Regions from separate parts of the Mus musculus genome. Here region 2 is linked to region 1. Evidence: chromatin contacts called from public HiChIP or PLAC-seq data. All regions are on one chromosome and are shown on one strand. Each heading gives the region's core, a stretch centred on a gene start, on an enhancer-like site or on the middle of the called end of the contact. The rest is flanking DNA. Distances are from core to core; before and after follow the strand shown. Region 1 overlaps Dusp10 (dual specificity phosphatase 10). Region 2 holds the start of Mtarc1 (mitochondrial amidoxime reducing component 1).

Region 1 (4,912 bases), core at 665-3,164:
TTTGTAGACCAGACTGGCCTCGAACTCAGAAATCCGACTGCCTCTGCCTTCCAAGTGCTGGGATTAAAGGTGTCACCACCGCCCGGCCCATAGATGACTTCTGATGACTTTCTCTGAATATAATTTCCAGTGGGAATGCTTCATGGTAGAAGAATGTAGTCTTTTGAAGCTTGCCCTTGATGTTTCTAGAGATTTATTGGATTTTACTTAAATCCCATTGGGAAACATATTTTCGCTGTGAAGTTGTGATGTGTTTAATTTGGGGTATAAGATAAATATGGTCCTGGGGTGGAGGGATACATGGATAGTGAAGTAAGTTTTTCTTTTGTGCCATGCGCTGGTTTAATGAGTAGCTTTATCTGTTTGCTTAGCTATGTTTGATTATTTAGGCTTCTTCTGCCTGAAAAGTAAAGAATATTTGCCCTGCCTTCAGAGAATTAAATGAGCAGCATAGAGTATGTGGCTCACTCTTGGGAAAAATATGACTTTGTTTAATAGCACTACACTATTAACATTCTTCCTCTTCAGCTTTGCAGTGCCATCTCAGTGTGTCCCCCCATCCCTTCCCCTCTTGATTAACCAGAGAATGTAGGGTTTCCCAAACACACAAAAGGTCTCCAAGGAAAACAGTTCTTGGCTCAGAAAGATACCTCAGGGTGAGCTTGAGCCAGGTCTTGTCCATAATGAGGTTGAGGGATTCTTCTGAGAAAGGATAACTTTTGTGAGTGCTGCCGGCGAAGAGAAGGTTCTACATGCTTGCTTCTTATGGCTTGCCTGGTGGGTTAGGCAGCCTCCCACCCCCACTACCATCTCAACCTTGGACCATATCTGGCTTGACTATAAGGTAATGATATCCTTAGGTTGGCTCTCAGGAGCCTTGTCTTAGGTAGCCCACAAGTTCTGGCATGACTCTTGAATAGCAGATATTCTAATATACAGACACTTATATGGAGAGAGTTAAACTGAGAAATAAAATGTAAAGTGGCTCTATATTAGCTTGCTTGGGTTACGTATTAGTCAGTTTTCTGTTGTGATAACAAAAGTCAGTGCTGGATACTTTATAAAGAAAATATTGGTTGCTTTCGTGGTTTTAGAAGTCAGGAGTGTGAGATCCAGTGCCTCTCTCTGTTGGGCCTCTGGTGAGGGCTTTGCCATGGATTACGTGGATAATATTTCAGCTGTGGAAGTATGTGCCAAAGAGATCAGATGTCAAGAGTGGAATCCAGAGACACTCAGGGCCTAGACCTGCTCTCATTGGTACTCACATGGGTCATATAAGAAATGTGTTCACCCCTTCCAAGCCCAGCACCTGTTGACCTTACGATCTCCCACTATGCCCCACCTGTTAAAGGTTCTAACATCTGTCAACATCACCACCCTACAAGGCTCTTAGTATTTGAACTTTTGATTCCTTGCTCAAAGAACATCCAAACCACAGCACGTTGCTATAACAAAACACCCCAGGCTGGGTAACTTAAGCAACAGGAACTAGCTCTCCCACAGCTAAAGGGCCCAAACTGTAAGACTTGTAAGATTGGAGTAGCCAGAACGTAACTGTCCTTTTACCTTCTCTCACCCGCTCCTTCACCCAACCTATTTCTTGTTGTTTGTGCGGATGGCAGGCACGCACATGTCACAATATAATGTCCATGTCAGAATAGGGGAAAGGGGTGAAGCAGGAGGCAGAAGCCAGCTGCAGGTGCATGGGAAGGAGCCCGGGGCTGCTCCCCCTTGGAATCACACTGATTTGTGCAAAGCCTAAGCCGGTTCCTGGCACGGGACTCAAAGATCTTACAGTTTGAATCCGGTTCACATAAAAGTCATAAGCACGAGAAAGCAGGCCCAGAGCGCTTTAATTGTCATCGTTGTGGAAAGTTACATGACTGTCATCAGCTGTTGCTTCTGGCAGTGCTTTCTGGACTAATGTAAATAAATGAGCTAACAGGTTTAAAGAAGCAGCCTGTATTTACATACTTGTGAAGTAGCCTCAAACAATCAGTCTGTGCTATTCAAACACACACACAAACACACACACACACACACACACACGCACGCACACACACGCACACACACACACACACACACACACACACACACACACACACACACGAAATGTGTGGCTTCCTCAATGCAGGCTCCTCATGAAGGCCTGAAGTCTGAAGGTTATGATGAGTAGTGTGAGTAGTGGAAGCCCTGCTTTTCCCCTTCATGGGGTTTTGACCTGAGTCTGCCTTTTTGATGAGAACAGGCTCTCCTCAGCAGGCTGAAGTTTAATCTTCAGCCATTTCTATAGCACTTCTTTAAGGCATGGACTTGGGAGAGCCCCGGACTGCTTCAGAGGAGGGGAGAGTGAAGTGGCAGGGGCAGAAAGGAATCCCACACCCTCTGATAAAACACTCCAGAGTCACCATGTCTTGGAAGTCTTCCAAAGGAAGCTAGATTTTCATTTTTTTTAAAAAAATCATAAGGTCCTTTTGACTCAGTTTGACATTTTGTAGATAAATATTTAGGCAAGCATATTTTGGGTGTGTGTGTATATGTAGCTCTGTATGTGTGTGTGTGTGAAGGTCAAAGGTTGACATTTTGAACATTTTGTGTCTGATTCAATTACTCCACATTACTGAGACAGGGTCTCTTGCTGAACCTGACGCTCACCAACTTAGCTCTCTGTTTGCTAGCCAGGGAACTCTGGGGACCCTCCTGTCTCTGTCTGCCCAGTGCTGGGACTTGGGGCATCCAGCCATGTTTCTTACATGGGTCCTAGGGAATCCAAACTCAGGCCCTCATGCTTGCAGAGTAAGGACTGTGTAGTGACCAAGCCATCACTCAACACCCCAGGCATGATTGTTTAAAAGCACATTCCTCTGGAGGGTACTAATGATGCTATCAAAGGAAACAGCTGAAGAATCATGAACAAAACATAAGCAACTGGCCCTCTAACTGCTCGTGGATGAGTCCATTGCACCACAGATTTAGAAAGAAGCCTCTTACTAAGGGCACAAGGAAATCAGGAGGGAGCAGTTACTGGTTTGGAGTCTCTCAGTGCCTTCATAGTCTGGGATAGCTTCTTTCCAGAAGGCTAGGTTTTGTTTGTTTTTCAACACACAGCATGATTCAGGCAGAGGAGTGGTAGGCACCAGGAGGGAAGCAGAAATACCCATGCTTAGAAGATTGTGCAGAGGTGTCTACTTCCTGTAAGCATCTATGGCCTGTCATATTCTTTTGTCCAACACAAGAATCCAAAAAAAAGATTCAATGAGTTCCAAATTCAAGCAAATTCTGGTATAGGTTTACCAGATTTTTCTCCCTTTACCTCTCTAAATGTTATGAAATCCAACTGAGTCAGATTCATGAACACAAAGAAGAGAAATGACCTTTAGACCGAGGTCCAAAGATAGTTTGTGATGGGTTTTGTTTTTCTTTCTGAAATAGGATTTCATGTAGCTTAGGCTGGCCTAGACCTTTCTATATAACTGAGGCTGGCTTTGAAGTCTTGATCCTCCTACCTCCAGGCTCCCCATTGTGAGGGCAAATATTAGGTAAACATGCCTGGCCATACATGGCATTTTTGAAGTGGCCTCTACCTAGGATTTGTCACTAAAGTAGACAGGGAGAGAGAGGTTTACTTTATGTTTTAGTGTTCACAAATGGTTTTCATAAACTCAAACCATAGTTCCCTACTTCTTCTGTGGCTCCTGTGGTACCATCTCACCAGGTTCCATGCCCCCTGTGGGAGACCCATGTGCAAGGGGACTTAAGAGTCCCTCTCCCCAAGAACAGATCTTCCACCAAAGCTATTAACCTGGAAATATAAACATGAAGTGATAAATTCAAAACTAGAATATTCTAGCATTGTTTTAGTTCAAAGTTACACACAGGCATGCATCTGGTTGCTAAAACTTTTACAGAGTAGTTCTGAGAAAAATTGGTAGTCATCATCAACTATTGAGGCATATACTACATAATAAATACTTTGTATATGTAAATAGTGTATTTTTGTTTACCCTTTCTATAGATTACCATTTCCTTAATGAACTGAATTTATCACAGAAGTTTTTAATTGTTGGTGTGTGTGTGTCTGTGTCTGTGAAGTTCCGTTTCCTAATTTCCTGTGTTTGTTTGTGACAGAGTCTTATGTGGCTCAGGCAGAACTTGAACTCACTCTGTAGCAAAGAATAGCTTCGAACTTCTGATCTTCCTGCTTCCACCTTTCAAGTATTGGGATTGTAAGTATATGCCACTATACCCAGTTTATGTGCTGTCGGGTATTGAACCCAGGGCAGTGTGAGTTCTAGGTAAGCCCTCTAGCACCTGAGCCATCTCCCTACCCCATCATAATCTTATTTCTGGAATTTCTAAGACTATATATCATATCCTTACATATCATTTCTACAAATACACACATACTTCTTTCATATAGTCTGAGCAAGTTTGTCAGGATTGCACTTTTTTTGTTGCTTGCCAATCTGAGCTGTCTTCCCCTTTCCTTGGTTTCTCGGAAACAAACAGTCAGACAGAAAGGGCTAGCTGGTGAGAGAGGGAGGGAGGGAGGGAGGGAGAGAGGGAGGGAGGGAGGAGAGAGAGAGATGAGAGGAGAGGAGAGGGGAGGGGAGGGGAGGAAGAGGGAAGGGGGAGAAAGAGGGGGAGGGGGAGGGGAGGGGGAGGGGAGGGAGAGGAAGAGGGGGAGGAAATGGGAGAGGAAGAGGGAGAGGAAGAGGGGGGAGGGAATGGGAGAGGGAGAGGGAGAGGGGAGAAGAGGAAGAGAAGAGGAGAAAAGAGGGAGAAGAGATTTTCCAGGAAGATGTACCCTTTCTGCTTTGCATTCAAACTGGTTTTCAAGTCTGACCCCTTCTTCACCATGTCTTTTCATACACCGGGCATTTCAGTGAAGGCAGTCCACATTGGTTTGAAG
Region 2 (4,912 bases), core at 1,692-4,191, 750 kb after region 1:
AAAAAAAAAAATCAGGATATCAGGATACCCCCATTTACCATCCTATGCCTATAAATAAGTGCGCATTCATATAATTGGTACTAATGCTCTGTGGAAAGGTACATGACCTGTAAAAAGCTAGTATATGGCCTAATGTGTCAGTCAAGGCAGAGGACCGCCCACATCACAGCTCACAGTACGTAGATCCTCATTCTCTTGGCCTGGAACGATAATGAGAGCCCTTGAGTGATCTTACTCATGTGGCCTCTGTCAGTCTCGACAGCGTATTCCTCTAGACGCTAGAGTCTAACACTTGTACTGTTGCTTTGCTTCAAACAAAGTTTTTGGCACGCCCTGATTTAAAAAAGAAAGAAAGAGAGAAAAGAAAAGAACGTTGGAGACGGGGCCAAGAACTCAGGAAAGGCCCAGCCCAGCCACTGACCACCAATAACCAACAAAGTATGCGAGTAATGGCCCTCCGGCGTTCAGCGTTGCTCAACCTTCACCACAGCTTCCAAAGTTTCATCTTTTCAAACAGAAACTCTGCGCCCAGTAAGCAGCAACTCACTGCACCCGCCACCCCCTCCAGCCCCAGAACCTCCTCTCCTACTTCCGTTTATGAATTTGGAGTCAAGGAGTTGGAGCTGAAATCCTGTACAACTAGTCCCTCTGTCCTGCTCAGTTAAATTAGCGTTGTGTTTTCGTTGTCCGTCTGTGTTATTACAGGCACCACAACTGCACTCCTTGCCGAGGCTGGGTGATATTCCAGTGTCTGTATAAACCACATTTTATTTAATTTCCTCACCCCCTGATGGACACTTGGGTCATCTCCCCTTCTTACTCGCCGCTGTGCACAGTCAAGTTTCAGTGTTCCCCGTCCCCTGTTTTCAACTCCTCCTGGTAAACACGTTAGAACATGTTTAAGCCTGGTGTCTTTTCCCATCTATCTAGAATGGTTTTCTAATTTACTTGCCTGGAAAGGGCCTGGCTGTTTTCTAGTTTTCAGTGCAAGCAATTGACTTTTTTTTTCTTCTAATTTTTCCCTGAGTACCCCCTAGGCAGCCTCCCGGACCCTTCCTCTCTCTTCTCTGTCACTTGTCACTGTCCCCCTCATTGTATGTTTGGCTGTTTGCATTTGTTGTTATTTATTTGTTTATTGCTTATGTTCCCTGAGAGCTTGTGACGAAAGTGAAGAATTTGACACCACAGCTGTGGTGCAATTCAGAACATGTTTTCTGAATCAATACGGTAATAAAATGGCAATGCCCTTTGCCTCTGAGGCTGACAGAATCGATCTATAGACAAGAAGCTAGTGTATGTGGGATCCCACTGCTCAAAACAGGGAATAGTTAGGGTTCCTGACTGCCTGGAGCAGAGGTGAGCAGCTGACCTTTGAACTTTGTCCAGAACTGCTGTGTCTCAGTGAAAGGACCATTGGTGTATTTTCTAGTGAAGGAGAGTCAGCCTCTAATGATCTTTGGTTCTTGAGATATGAAGAATTGCAAAACACAGGTGATGGGGAGAGGGGGGGGGTTGGGGCGGGCGGAGAGCAGTCTCACATTACAAGGTCCACACTGAACCGAGGAACCCACTCATCTGTAACTGCCCATCAACCTTATGTAAAAGCCACCCGTAAATCAGCTATGAGACAAGAAGGGCTTTGGAGCAAAAATCTCCATTTCTTCTTCCTGAACCAGTCGGTCAGCATGTCCACTGGACCGGCCTGATCTGAGGCGAATGGCTTGTGTTAGCTTTAGAGAGCTGAGACGGGGAGGTCGCAGCCTCTGTTAGCCTGTGTCCTCTGCTGAAGGAGAGGCCTGAGGATCCTGATACGCAGCCTTCCAGTGATGCCCAGAGCTGGTGGGAGACCAGACCTGAAGAGAGCAGAGCTGCTGAACCTTCGCTGAAGTCCCGGCGACAGGGGTCACTCCTCAGCTGGACTCTTAGTCGCTGTTTACAAATCCCAGGTTGCCCCCCCCCCCACCCAGTGCAGAACCTTTATCTGACAAGAGCCTTGGGGAAATAACACTCACAGCTTATTTTCTTAAGCTGTCATGCATGCTCAACTACTGCACTAACAGGGATGAGCCGTGCCTAGGATCCAGGATCTATTGTCTTAGTTTTTCTAAATTTAAGACTATCACTGAGAGTAAAGTAACCAAGGACCAGTCCCTTCAGGGTCCCTGGGTGGAGGGAGATTGAAGTTTCTTCTTGCGGATTGGCCGGCGTGAGAAATGCCTCGTCTAACACCACAAGATTTGAAATAGCCACGAGAGGATGGATAGAGAGATGTCCAACTCCAGGAAGCGTGAAACCCGGGAACTTCAGAGTTCCAGGTCCCCCGAGTTGGCTGGCGGAGGGTGAAGTTCATTTTTTCCGTTTCTCACCACCCCTTTCCCAGCCTCCGGTCTCTAGTCTGAGTAAGAAGGGACCGGCGAGCGGACCCCGCTGACCTCCCCACACCCACACAGCCTAGGTCAGCGTGGTGATGCTCGGTGCTCAGCGTACCTGTCGCGCAGGTGGCCATAGCGCAGCCCCATGGCAGTGCACTCTGCCTCGCTCACCGACAACCCCTTGCAGGACTTGATTGGGTAGATCCAGAGCTGTGCCACCGTTCCCACTTGCTGTAGCCGCCGGCGTCGCCGGGGACGCGCACGACGCCAGGCCACTGTCCCCAGGGCCACCGCGGCCAGTCCCAGCGCGGCGACGCCGAGCCAGGTGGACCGCGGCTGGCCCGGGACCCGAAACGCGGAGAAGCCGAAGAGGGTCAGCGCCCAGGACCCCGCACCCATGACTGGAGAGGGCGGGATGAGCGCTTGATACACCTCCGGCGCCGACTGGACCAAGAGCTACTGTGGCCAGCGGCCTGGGCCTGAGCCCAAAGGTCAGCAGCTCCTGACCCTTCCCCTCCAATCCAAATTGTGCATCTTCATTCGGCCTGGGCGGGAGGTGGTGGCTCAGCTGTGGAATCTCACCGCCTGCCCCTACTTTCCGCTGCCTTCCCCCCCTTCGGTCCCTCCCTCCCTCCCTCCCCTTCCCTCCCTCGCTGACCCTCTCCCAGGATCAATCAGTGCAGAGCAGCTTATTTACATGTTTGCAGAGTTGTTTATTTGACCTAAAACACACAACGTTTGCAGAACGTGGCGTGATTTTGAAATTAGAAACCAGGCTGCGGGCAGCCGCCCCTCTGGGGTCTGTGGGGAGCAGTTTGGCAGCAGCCAGGGTGCTTCCAACCAGCTGGGATATGAAGGGAAAAGATCTGACCAGCCTTGAGGATCTACAGGGCCAATCCTGGGCTGCAGCTATTCGTAGACACCCGCCCCCCGCACCCCCCACCCACACGCCCCTCTTTTCCCTGCGTCCTAATGTGGACTTGCACTGCCAGGTATCTCTTCCGAAGGCTACCGCATCTTGAACAACAAAGACAAGACCATCAAGGTACCTTGGGCGCCTTAGGCACCTGTTTGGTGTGTCAAGCTGCTAAAATGTCATATTTATTCAAGACTGTTCTAACCAGAGCATTTTCTCTACTAAGTTAAGGCAGAGAGACTGGACTTTGTACTGAAACAAGGGCTGGGGATTTTACAGCCAAGGGGCAGTGCGGGGATGAACCTGGCTGCAGGAATAAAGATTTCTCTGAAGAGAAGCTTGTGCCCTTCCCTCTAGCCAACAGACTCTTGAAACAGTGGACCAAGAAACTGGGACTCCCCCGACTTCACCCCATCCCAAGTCTCAAGGTGAGAGAAGGAGATGGCTGGGAGCCATCAATCAATCGGAGGGAGAGCCTGCCTCCCAGAGGGAGATTCCACAGAGTTCTGACAAAGCCTCAGACCGCCTGAAACACGGGAGGGTCTGATGGGTAGGATCACACTTTGACCAGAATAGTTCTGCTGATGGGCAGCATCCTAAAGCAGAGGGGGCAGTCCCCAAAACTCGATGTTCACGTGGAAATGCAAGAATGAGGTATCATGGAGGCCAGCCGAGGCCAGGCAATGTGCTGCCGGCTGAGTTGGACGCCCTGTAGAGGTGCCCTGTAGAGAGGCCACTGTGTGGAGAGTGGGAGAAGCAAGCAGAACGCTAGCACACACTGGCCTCAGCTAGCTGGGCGACTCACTTCCCTGGGTTTGGGCATGAAATGTCACCCTCTAGCTTGCATGTCCCCCCGGCTGGTGGCGCTATCTGGGGAGGCTGAAGTAAATGATGAGGTGTAGCCTAGCTGGGGAGGAAGGAAGTCTCCTGAGGGCTGGCCCCTTCCTGACCATCTGCTTCCTTCCCTTGGCTTGTCAGGTAAAATTGACTCAGGATACAGCTTCATATCCCACATTTACCTCACAGCCTGCTGGAAGCCAAGGGCCCAGGACCCAGCGAAGGAGAAGACGGAAGGAGCAACAGCTGTCCCCCATGGATGATATGTCTTTTGACATCATCAGCTATATGCCTTAGACCAGCCGTTCTCAACCTTCCTAATACGGCTCCTCATGTGGTGGCGACCCCCAACCATAAAATTCTTTTCACTGCTACTTCATACCTGTAATAGTGCTACTGTTAGGAATCGTATCGTAAATACCTGATAGGCAGGATATCTGATATGTGGCCCCTGTGGAAGGATCGTGACCCACAGGTTGAGAAGTGCCCTGTACACACCAGTGACCAATTAAGGCTTAGAACCCAGGGAAGACACGTGGTGATCTTGTAAAATGAGTAAGAAGCAAAAGTCACAGAGGAAGTAGGAGAGACTCGCACTTATTAATGACAATGGAACCACACAGCTGTAAGAGAGCTAACTCGGCTCCATGTTAACTTAGTGTTTGTACTGTTACTGCAAGCTAGTGCATCATCCTGTGCTACCGTGAGCCTTTAAGACTGAGTTCATGGTTTCTCCTTGTTCCTTCTTCCGAAGGAAGATTCCATTCCTTTAAGGTCCACTCTCTTG

Evidence for each region. HiChIP or PLAC-seq counts read pairs in DNA pulled down with a chosen protein or histone mark.
Region 2: an HNF4G HiChIP or PLAC-seq map of pancreatic cancer cells shows a contact between it and region 1. The contact joins the promoter of Mtarc1 here to the enhancer-like site in region 1. A contact is called at or near these places in 2 of 39 promoter capture datasets (the 3T3-L1 cell line and liver), 3 of 115 datasets of contacts at active chromatin or transcription factors (astrocytes, embryonic stem cells and pancreatic cancer cells) and 1 of 9 other capture datasets (embryonic tail).

Annotation. Positions count from the first base shown.
Region 1 is chr1:184,058,722-184,063,633 of GRCm38.p6, forward strand. All of the region lies in intron 2 of Dusp10 (dual specificity phosphatase 10), which reads left to right. Among named protein-coding and RNA genes, the nearest start is that of Dusp10, 27 kb to the left of the region's middle. Within about 2 kb of position 1,915, at least 67 of the 459 cell types and tissues checked have an H3K27ac peak or open chromatin away from gene starts, as enhancers often do. A contact at or near this core is called in liver and pancreatic cancer cells, where this site is marked.
Region 2 is chr1:184,808,359-184,813,270 of GRCm38.p6, forward strand. It overlaps Mtarc1 (mitochondrial amidoxime reducing component 1), which reads right to left and starts at 2,942. Exons shown (of 7, transcript NM_001290273.1): 1 at 2,488-2,942. The coding sequence starts at 2,771. It overlaps Mtarc2 (mitochondrial amidoxime reducing component 2), which reads right to left. Exons shown (of 8, transcript NM_133684.4): 8 at 4,708-4,912.